2 separate regions of the Mus musculus genome follow, and region 2 is linked to region 1. A link is a contact called in public Hi-C data. All regions are on one chromosome and are shown on one strand. Each heading gives the region's core, a stretch centred on a gene start, on an enhancer-like site or on the middle of the called end of the contact. The rest is flanking DNA. Distances are from core to core; before and after follow the strand shown.

Region 1 (5,091 bases), core at 1,138-3,637:
TCCTCCAGATATCTCTCTCTCTCTCTCTCTCTCTCTCTCTCTCTCTCTCTCTCTCTCTCTCTCTCTCTCGCTCTCCCCCTCCCCCCTCCCTGCAACTCTTGGCTCTGCCTCCCTTTCCCCCAGACCTCCTCTGCATTAATAGAATTGGACAGGGAGAACCCTGCGACAGAGGGGAGTCAGTGTCTATGGGAGAATGAGTGGTGCACTGGGCTCACAGGTTCAAGCCCAGGATCCTCCTTCAGGCACTCCTCCCTTCTGGTTCCCCTCACCCCCTCTGCAGCCAATCCAGGGCATCAGACAGAGTCCCAATGTTTATCCTGAGTTTCAAGGGGGCTGTGTAAGGAGAAAGAGAACATGACCTCTGTCTTACTGTGAACTGGGAAGCCCCAGTCAGTGCAGTGGGGCAGCAGCTCAGCCTGGCCTTCCAGGCTTCTTTGCAAAGAGCAATGGGTAAGACCAGTAAAGGTTCAGGGAACATCCTAACCCCTGCTGTAAGGTGGCGTAGTTGGGTGTGGTGGTGCACACCTTTAATCCCAGGACTCAGGAGGCAGAGGCAGGCGGATCTCTGAGTTCCAGGCCAGCCTGGTCTACAGAGTGAGTTCCAGGACAGCCAGGGCAATACAGAGAAACCCTGTTTTGAAACACCAGTGTGGGGGTGGGGGGGGCGCGAGGTCAAGTCACTTGGAAGAGATAAAGTCATCAGTCTGAAGGAACAGGAGCTCAGGGCAAGGGGATGGATGAGTGGGACAGCCGGTGGCGAGGCCATCACTTGGACCCCAGGAAAGGAATGGAGCCTAACACTACACTGGCAATGACGCTGCCAACCAGTCACCCAACCATGCGGTGTGCTACAAGGGACTCGCCAGCAGAAAACTTGCTACTGTCTTTGGGTCTAAAATTCCACCTGGTCCAGTGTTCAATGTTTGTTCCCTTGAGTTGTGTCTGACCGGCCAGCTCCAGTTCTGTGCCTCTGCAGCTCAGCCTGACGCTTGTAGCAACTTTCCAACTAGATTAGTTAATATCTGACCCTGTGATGGCGCTCCTTACCTGTGCCAGCAATGTGCCACCGCCCTCAGGAAGTCAGCCGAGGCTTCGTTACCCTCGGTAACCTGTGTATCTACATACATCTCTATATATCTCATATGTGTGTGTGTATATATACATCTATAATATTTCATGTACATACATCTCTATATATCTCATATGTGTGTATATATACATACATCTATAATATTTCATGTACATACATCTCTATATACCTCGTATATGTGTATACATACATCTATATTTCACATATGTACATTGATATGGATTTCATATATATCTACACACTGAATGATGTGAATGTGTGTTCTGAGTCGATATGAGTATTTAAGATGAGCATCAAAGAACCTGTGATGGCCAATGGCTAACACTGGAGGGAAATTGTAACCAAGGAAACTGACATAGCTTATTAAATTATTGTTGTGGATGCTTCTGACATGGTTACACTCATGGCAATTCTCCATCTACCCCTTACCAATCGATCCTCCAAGCAGACAGATATCCCTGACCCTGCATCACTGGTGTGAGTGCTGGGGTACCATTGATCAACGTGTTTATTCTGGTTTAGGCTAACTCCCTTCCAGCAGGGCAAGGGGTAAGGAGGAGAGAGCGTCACACATGTTACATGGATGATCTGAGAGGTGCTTACTGAGTTACCTGGGTACTTTTGGCACCGTGTGGATGTAGCCCCAAAAGGAATCACCAAACATAAGGGAAAAAAAAAATCACAAAAGCAGCAAGCAGTTATTTACAATCTTCTCGATGGATAGCCCTAAAGATGAGATTGTTAAAGTGCTCACCTGCCCCAAGCAGGACAGACATTTGTCCCAGCATCTGAGCATTCAGCACTCGCAGGTCAGATGCTGCCCACAACAACGGAGCTCAATAGTCTCGACATTTCCCAGAGCTCACCTTGGGCAGGGATACACCGGCTACTACTGCAACGAGGTCCTGGGCAGTGAGTGGGTCACACAGATGGTGAGAAACTCAGGAACCCCAGAACTGATCTCGATGAAACCAAAGCCTCGGTTCTTACCTAAAGAAAGCCCTTTGCATGGGGGGAGTTAGATGAAATTAAAACGGCATGACTGTGGAGCCAAGAAGAACACAGACGCTACTCCTGGCAGTGGGGCACATCGAGAAGGCCAAAGTGGCTTCAGAAGAACTACACTGCAGCCCTCTTTACCCCGGGATTCTCTCAAGGCCCCATTCCAGGCTACCTTCAACACCAATTCATGTCTACACAGGCAGAGCTGAGAAGTCAGCAACTCTGAAGATACAACAGAGCCCACTGCTGCCTGTAGAGGGCGACCTTGCTCTTTCCCCCACGGAGAACTCACCGCTGGGACAACCTCTTTCCCAGCCTTGGGAGCCCCCAGTCTAGACAGGTTCTGCTTTTGCACAGCTGTTGGGAGCCCTTACAGGAAAGCCACTGCAGTCTGGGACAGAAACAGTCTTCCTTGCTGTCTCTCCTCCTATAGAAATTAAGATCATGCAGTGGAGAAGTCCACACCACCCTCCCCCCCCCCCCATTCCCAGCAGCCTCTGATCCCAGGACATCTGTACAGGGTGGGGGTGAGGGGCATAGACAAGGAAAAACCTGAGGGCACCACCCGATCTCAGTGGCAGAAGTCTCTAGGCGGGGTGCTTCTGGTAACTGAGGCAGGATGGAGGGATAGAGAGATGTTGGGGCACTGATGAGAGGAAAGGAGGGAAGAGGAAGAGAGACTGCAGAGGACAGACTGGTGCATTTAAGGATCTATTTGAATGAAGCCTTATGCAGTGGAGACCTGACTGCGGTCAGAGGGCCTGGGGAATGCAAAGAGGATGTGAAAGATGGGGTCGGATTCTCTGGGACAGCGACAGGAACTTCCTCTCCTCAGCTACCACTTGTACGCCATGTTCCCAAAGCTCCCCAGACAGCAGAGAAATTAGAGCAAAAGTCTGAGTGAGGCTTGGGAGTCAATAAAGTCTCTACGAAGGTGTGTGGGTCTACCTGGGGTCATAAGCACTTATCGTCACTTGGGAACACCCCGCTCTCTTCTGCATCTCACAGGGAACATGGCAAATCCACAGAAGCTCTTTCAGGAGAGGTGAACAGGAGAGATGGTTCAGCAGTTAAGAGCATGCACTATTCTCAAAACGGCTCCAAGTTGGGTTCTCATCCCAGGGGCTCAACCACCTGTATTTCTAGGAGATCTGACGGATACATAATTAAGAAATAAAAATGATTTGGTTTTTTTTTAAAATGGGATTAAGGTTAATTTCAATTTACTAGCAAGGAACCAAATACTTGAATATATAAATGTCATATGTCCCAGGATGTCTAAACCTCAGGCCAGGGACAACTGTAGGTCAACACAAAATCATAAACCTACATAAAATGCCATGAGGAAAGGGGTTTTGTTTGTTTGTTTGGTTTGGTTTTGGTTTTTGGTTTTGTTCTTTTGTTTTGTTTTGGGGTGCTTTTTGTTGTTGTTTTGGGGTTTTTTGCATTTTTTTCAATAACTGAATTGTGCTTTTCTTGAGCTTGAACGTTGTAGATTACAACACAGCCAGAGAAGCCAAAAGGGTGGACCCGGGACATAAGGTGTTCACACTTCAAAGGCTTCAAGGTATCTGTAGATGCTACAGTGCATCACAACTACTGTGAAGACCCCTTCCCTGGGGAGACAGAGACAATATCACCCCTCCCCGTGAGGTCCTAACAACACAGCAAAGAACAGATTCTGCCAGTGTCCACCCTGGTCAGCTAAAAAGTAGGTTGGGGTTCCTCAGAGAGCATGGATGGGAGGAGGATTTACTGTAGCCACATGCAAATTCTTTGACCAGCATGGATGATGGCTTCCCCATAGCTGCCTAGACGGGGCCCCTTTCATTTCTGCAGCCTACAAATCTACAAATTCTGTTGTCTCCCAAGATCAGGATGTCTCTTGCAATTAAAGCAGAATTGCAGACGAGAGGCTTGGAGGAGTGGATAGGCTCCCGTGACTGCCAGCCCCTCTACTCCGGCCCCAGAGAGAATGGGAACAGGCTATAAATGCTGTAATTATGGATTCTTGCAAGCAGGCGCAGCTGATCTGATGCAGCGGGCAGCTTCTCTGACCCGAGGTTCCCTGACATCGTTCTACAACATAAGCTAACATCAGTAGGAAAAAAGGGAATTGAGGAGTCAAGCAATGTTCAAGAACCAAGGGACACTAAAGTTACCCAGCTGCTGCTTCTGGGGTGGACTCAGTGCCTGTCCCCATAGCCAGGCTCAGCTTCACCAATGCTGTAGGGTGCAGTCTGTAATTAGAGGGTAGAGGCTCTGAGCTCTTTAGTTTCTAAAGATACCTAAAAAAGAAATCTGTCTTGCCAAGTGGTCTGTGTGTTTCCTTTGAGCTCACGGCCATGCTATGACATAGCAACTAAGTACAAAATTCTGCAGACTTGAGCGCAAGGGAATCAGGCTGGAGAAGTAAATGGCCTCTGGCTTAAGTCCAAGCAAATGGCATTCTGGATCTCCTGGAGGAGCGGGCAAGCCACTGACCTCTATTTAAAAAAAAAAAAGTTCCAAGCACAATAGCTCCCTGGTGATTGGCTGAAGGTTCTACTGTTTGCTTCAGGGGCCACAGCACCCTAATGTCAGTGGTGACCTTTAGTGACATTTAAAGAGTCTGGGTGAATCACACTTTGAATCCTGACCAAAGTTAGCTGAGATTTAGCTTCATAGATGTACCTGATAGATTGACTTTCAGACTGCCGATCAAACAACGATCTAGCTGGCACAGTGGTTGACACTAGGGAGGTAAAAACCAATATGTCAAGGAGTGTCCCCGTATAGAGACAGGTGAACAGTCACCACAGGACAAGGAGATGCATGTTAGAGACAGAGTGCTGAGCACTCTAAGAATAAGGTACCAGGTGAGCCCTCAGAGTCTCCAGCAGGCAGCAGAATTGAGTTAGGTTCTGATAAACCAACCAGAGTTGGTCACTGTAGAAGAGGGTGCTCCAAATAGGTGGGCAGCCTGTCCTAAATACCATGACACTTCAAAGCACACCAGA
Region 2 (5,551 bases), core at 584-3,083, 330 kb after region 1:
ATACAGATCCAAAGGATTCTGGATTTTGCAATGTGTGGGCTTTTTTGATTTTCTTTTTAAACAATACAACAACTTTAAGGTTATGTACAATAGTTACAATTTTCTTTGTGACAGAAAGTTGTATACCAAGACTGCTGTTTGGCCATAGGAGAGAAGGAGGGTGGTTTATTTGAAGAGATTCTATTTTTAACATTTCCTATATCCAAAGAATAACAAAGAAAGATGCAAAGGGCCAGATGAGCAGAGTTAAGAGAGTGTCACAAAGTTTGCAGAGGAGACTTGTTCTCACCTAGTGTCCCTGTTCCCCATAAGCCATCTCTAGTCCAGGGCTGGCCCCCCCAAGCAGACTTTAAAAGATAAGTTATATGTTTATAAATATATACGTTTAAATCTAACAATATACAGATTGATTCAGACTTTGCTTATACTGATTTTTCTCTTTCTTTTGGACAACAAAGCTCGATGACCTCACACAAGACCTGACTGTTTCCCAGCTCAGTGATGTTGCTGACTATCTGGAAGATGTTGCATAGACAGGAAAAGGAAGTATTCTGAGCAACAGAGGACAAACGAATCACTGGCTCCATTTTCCTCAGTCACTCTTGCTGGAATGTCCGCTCCTGCTGGTGCCTTGCATTTCAAAAAGACTGCAGATATTTTTAAAATTAAACTTTTCGGTTTAGTAAACATATACTTCCTATATGAGCCATTTCTAGGAGATTCATTCTTCTGAATTTGGTTTAACTGCATGGCTCCAAGGAAATCATCTGTAGTCAGGCTCACTATAGCAAGGGAACCGTGAAATATCAGTGTTAAAGAGCAGAAAGAGGGTCAGTACAGCCATGGTTTGTGCCACTATGTGTCTGTGGCTGCTCCAGGGAGCTCGCCCACTTAGTGTGTATCAGGCGGGTTAGCCCAGAGTTGGTGAACTGACCTGGTAAGTCCATGGTGCTGAAGAGTATCAGTACAAGGTAAATTGATCTATGAACTTTATTTTGTATCTCCTTCCATTTGGAAGGTTTGTTAGACCATTACGGTTATATTCAAGTACTCTGTACTCTTAGTTTTGCTTGTTTTAAACTAGAAATGATTAGTACTCTTAATTCATAGACTTGTCAATAACAGTTACCAGTTAAGGTCACGTTCTTCCTGCTGTCTGTAAGCAGCTATAGTCACAGATTACTTCATTACAGTCGTAATTTATTATTTTTAAAAATGCCTTGAAACATTCAATACCAAAATGCATCTGAAACCATTAAGCAGTGCTTTTATTTCAGATCTGTAAGTTGATTATATTTAAATCCAAATTGGAGTGAAATAGTAGTAATGGCCTAAGACCATGCATATTCAGTTTGACAAACTTTGTATACTGTACATAATTGCATTGTAGTTCTTTAAAAATAAAGCCAATAGTAGAATTCGTGGCAGATCTAATGTACACTGTTTATGTAGTACTGCAGCGATATAGGACAGTGGCGTCTGTAATGTTAAAGTATTGAAAATGTACAGATAGAAACTCAGCCCAGTGCATGAGTCATACCACTAAAATTTGGGACTGTGTGAAACTTAGGTGCATTTTATTTCAATTATGACTATTAAAAGCTACCTTTATTATTAAAAGAGAAATTGGACATCACTGATCCATGGTGAGTGAGTGAGTGAGCAGGTGCTGTGGTTTGTATCAGTGCCACTTTCCAGTCCATAGTGCGTAAGCACATCGACGTTTATCAGGCGTAAGTGTAGAGGAAGTGAAAATATAGTAATAAAGACTCGGGCTCTCTGACAACAGAGTCTGGCTTTTTAAAACTTAAGTGAAACTGAGCTATAATCATCAAGAGGAAGTAGGACAGAAACAGAGGTGTCCTGGAAGCCCTGGGTACTTAAGTTCTTAGTCTGCCCCATGCTTGACTCTTCGGATCAGCACTGGATGAAGATGCTGTCGTCGTCTTGTTAGATAATGCTGTGCCCTGTCATCTCTTCAGTACTGTGGAAGAGCCTGGGGCTGCTGAGCATCTGGAGTCTGGATCAGATGTGTGCCTTAATATTTGGTAGGCACTCCAGTTAGTGAACTGGCCTGCAAGCATGGCAGGATGTGGCTTTGTATATTTGAGGAAGACTTTCCAACAGTCAAATGTGAAATTTGAGACTTTCTATTACCCAGTGACTGACCTTTTGGTAAGTCTTGAGAGGGTGGAAAGAAAAAGCAGGCTTCAACTTTGTGGTCAGCACTACATGCAGGTATTGAATACTTCTAAAAATGTGAAATTCAACAGGGAAGAAGTGGTTTCTACAGTATTCCTTGCTTAGATATTGTTAACCTGTTAAACCTTAATGTGTGAAATGAATGACAGGTTCTGCATGTAATAAATGTCTCTTTGAACAGTGGATTAAAATGTTGGCCGGCAGTATCCTCCATTTTACAGTGTTGGTTTTTTTGTTTTGTTTTTGTTTTTTAAATGCTCTACTTTGCTTTGTAAAATGCCATTTCATTTTGATGAGCAACCATCTTGCCCCTCGTGTACTACAGCAGCAGATGGTGCTCCTGCCTCCCTTGTTCTTCGTGCCATCTCAAGCCTCTGTTCACTGTCCTAGAACTGGGTCCTGCAGGCCCCCAAGCTTCTGCACCCCACAGCTTCTCAAGGTGCTTGTATTCACCTTTCCTTGTCTGAAATGGCTTCCTCGCAGCCACACAAGGGTGATTTTCAGTAAAAATGTCACACTAGACTAAGTACTCTCTCTCCACTTAGGTTTATCCTTGTGTTTGATTTCTCTGTTGTGGGAGACATGAACAAATGTCATTCACCTAGATAGGATACCCAAGAAACCATTCAAGTCTGGTTCGGTGAACTTGTCGGTTTATTGGGGCTAATTACAGAGCCCACACCAACTCATGTGACTACTTAGATCCAGCATCCCTAGAGCATCCTAACCAACAGCTCGTCTGAGGAGTGTCCTTGGCAACTGTGCACTGCATATCTAACCTTGGAGAGGGAGTCACTAGACTTGTAGCTTCCTAAACTTACCGAGTTTACAAGTTTCTGTTGCATTTGTGCCTGCCTTCTCCCTGCAAGAGGGAGTGTTTGAATTGGTGGGAAGTAGTCACACAGCACTCATTCTGGAATGATCCATGTCCCTGGATGTTGTCTGAGCACCCCAAAAGAGCAGGAATTGTGCTAAAATCTAATTTAATAAGAGCATTTGGACCCTAGTATAAACTTAAAAATGGGTTTTGCAAGTACTGCAGAATGCAGGGACTGTTTAGTGGCCAAGCAGCGCCTCCTAAGCTCAGGGCTACATTTTGGGATAGTGTCCCTGCCAGCCTGGAGTCTTCAGATGGGGTCGTTAGGTGCAGGTTTGATTCTGGAGGTTGACAGCTCCTCAGACTGAAGGCCAAGTGGACATTTCCCAAACATGGAGAGCTCCTCATAGCCCTGGTGTCCTCGTTGACATAAAGGAGCAGCTGTCCTGGAGAGGTGTGCAGTGCCAGCCCTGAGTACTGGACTAGGACCATGGTGCCCTGCCTGTGCACATTAACAGGCCATGCTGCCAGCCCCTGTTGTAGACAAAGCCTTAGTGGGGAGATGGAGTCCAGAGGATGAAGTCACACCCGTCAAGCTAGTTAGATTTGAGTTGACGACTTCTACCTAAAACACATGGCTGTGAACAAAAAGTGATTGATTTTAATTTTCCCCTTATTTTCATCTTTTGCATATGGATACTTTGCCTGCTTATATATCTATACTAAATGTATGTAGTGCCCATAGAAGCCAGAAGGTGGCATTGGATCCTCTGGGACTAGAATTAAAGGTGCTGACGTGATGTACCATCATGTAGATGCAGAGACTTTAACCAGGTCTCCTGGAAGAGCTCTAACTGCTGAGCCATCTTGCCAGCCCTGTGGTTTGGGTTTGTTGTGTTGGTTGGTTGGTTTGTTTTTCCCCCTTTTACATGGTTTCCTGATGTGTTACTTGGGGAGAATTCAATCAGTACACGCCAGTCCTTTTTTTTTTTTAATTTAAAAATTTTGATTAAATAAAAAGGAAAAAATAAGAAACAATTGAAAAAACTATATACCTACATGGACTTTGAAAAAGAGCAGGCAGTTTCCTGGCAGAGAAAATGGCATTAAGATAATACTTTTTGACCTGGCTACTATGTGCAGTGTTAGCTGCTGTGATCTGTAACAGGACACACATAGCCACAGCCAATGGCCTGTGTCACAATCATCTGAGCTGATTTAACTCTGAAAGTACATTGGACATTTCCCCAAAGTTGGAAATTCAGTATTCATTGGATCGAGCTAAAGTTCCCAAATTATATATCAATCTGCTCTGTCTTCATTCACCTGAAATGAATAAATACATGCTGGAAAAATTATAAAATCACTCACCCTGTCACCATTAGGATTTATTTATTTATTTGTAATCTTGACTCCAGGGTTAGTAATTGGAAGTTACTTTATTAAAACAGGCATCTCAAAAAAAGTAACTTGTTTAAAAATTGCCTCATTTGCCTCACTGTCCAATTTAAGAAGGAAAAACAATGTTGACATTAATCCCACATTGGGTTAAAAGTACACGCCAGTCCAGTCTTAAGTGCTTGGAGCTGCAAGCCCAGACCACTGTGCCTGGGTCTCAAGTGAATTTGAATTCTAAATCCAAATTGGGCTATATATTCAGGGCTGGAAGGTTTGGACTAACAAGATGTATCACAACCATACTCATGAGCTTACAGGTTGAATTCAAAGAATTCTATTTACAAAAAGGCCAAACGTAGAATAGTTGGGAAACTTGGCCAAAGGCCCTCCTATAACTGAGGTCAGCACTAAGGTGGTCACACAGAAAATTCCGGCTGGGTGGGAAACAGATGTCCCTGGGTAGGATCCTGCAGAGGAGGTGTGGTTCCCAGGAAGATGGTTTGTGGATGGAGCTTAGATCCGTAAGACCATTTTTTAAACCTTAAAAAGTCTTGCTACCAGAAGAACGTGGGACTCCGGGCCAGTGAGGTTGAGCAGTCTCACCATCTAAAGTTATACTGTAATCCTGCAGGGTAGATTCTACTTGCAGACCAAGGTTACCTTCTAAGGTTCCCAGATAGCTTCTAGAAGGTTGTGCTGTCCAAATCTGCCTGCTTGCCTGCACGCCTGCACAGCAGCTGTATGGATTAAGGTTTGTTTCCTGCAGGCCTGCTCCCCTTCCTGAGAAACAGGAACCAGAATGAGGAAGGTCCTATAGCTGCCTGAGTCCATGCTGGCATGCGGATGGTGGGTAGACAAAGACACCCAAGTTGATTTTAGCTTGCAGTGTCTCAGCTGGGAGCATGGTTGTCTCATACCTGGCTTCAAGCAGCATACCCGTCTCACTCCGTATTCTTGCTGTTTTAACCCCATCTTCCTCCACCCCCAGCCTCTGTTCTCACTGCAACATGCAGGCAACTTGCAATGTCATCATGGGCCCTTTTCCTTCTCCTGCTCACTCTGAGGTTTCTAAAATGAGAGAAATGCCTGAGATGAAGATCACTGGCAAGTGGTACTTCCACAATACCTCTCCAC

Evidence for each region. A called contact is a pair of places that touch in the nucleus more often than the background predicts.
Region 2: a Hi-C map of bone marrow-derived macrophages shows a contact between it and region 1, with 19 read pairs. The contact joins two enhancer-like sites. A contact is called at or near these places in 3 of 15 datasets of contacts at CTCF or cohesin (the NIH/3T3 cell line, embryonic stem cells and large pre-B cells), 5 of 484 Hi-C or Micro-C datasets (the G1E-ER4 cell line, the HPC-7 cell line, bone marrow-derived macrophages and 2 more) and 1 of 115 datasets of contacts at active chromatin or transcription factors (Th17 cells).

The regions. Positions count from the first base shown.
Region 1 is chr17:7,866,449-7,871,539 of GRCm38.p6, forward strand. The region is part of intron 5 of Gm1604a (predicted gene 1604A); the gene reads right to left. Among named protein-coding and RNA genes, the nearest start is that of AU041480, 32 kb to the left of the region's middle. Within about 2 kb of position 2,388, at least 42 of the 459 cell types and tissues checked have an H3K27ac peak or open chromatin away from gene starts, as enhancers often do. A contact at or near this core is called in bone marrow-derived macrophages and regulatory T cells, where this site is marked.
Region 2 is chr17:8,194,063-8,199,613 of GRCm38.p6, forward strand. Cep43 (centrosomal protein 43) reads left to right here. Exons shown (of 12, transcript NM_201230.5): 12 at 459-2,408. The coding sequence ends at 533. Among named protein-coding and RNA genes, the nearest start is that of Cep43, 31 kb to the left of the region's middle. Within about 2 kb of position 1,834, at least 79 of the 459 cell types and tissues checked have an H3K27ac peak or open chromatin away from gene starts, as enhancers often do. A contact at or near this core is called in bone marrow-derived macrophages and regulatory T cells, where this site is marked.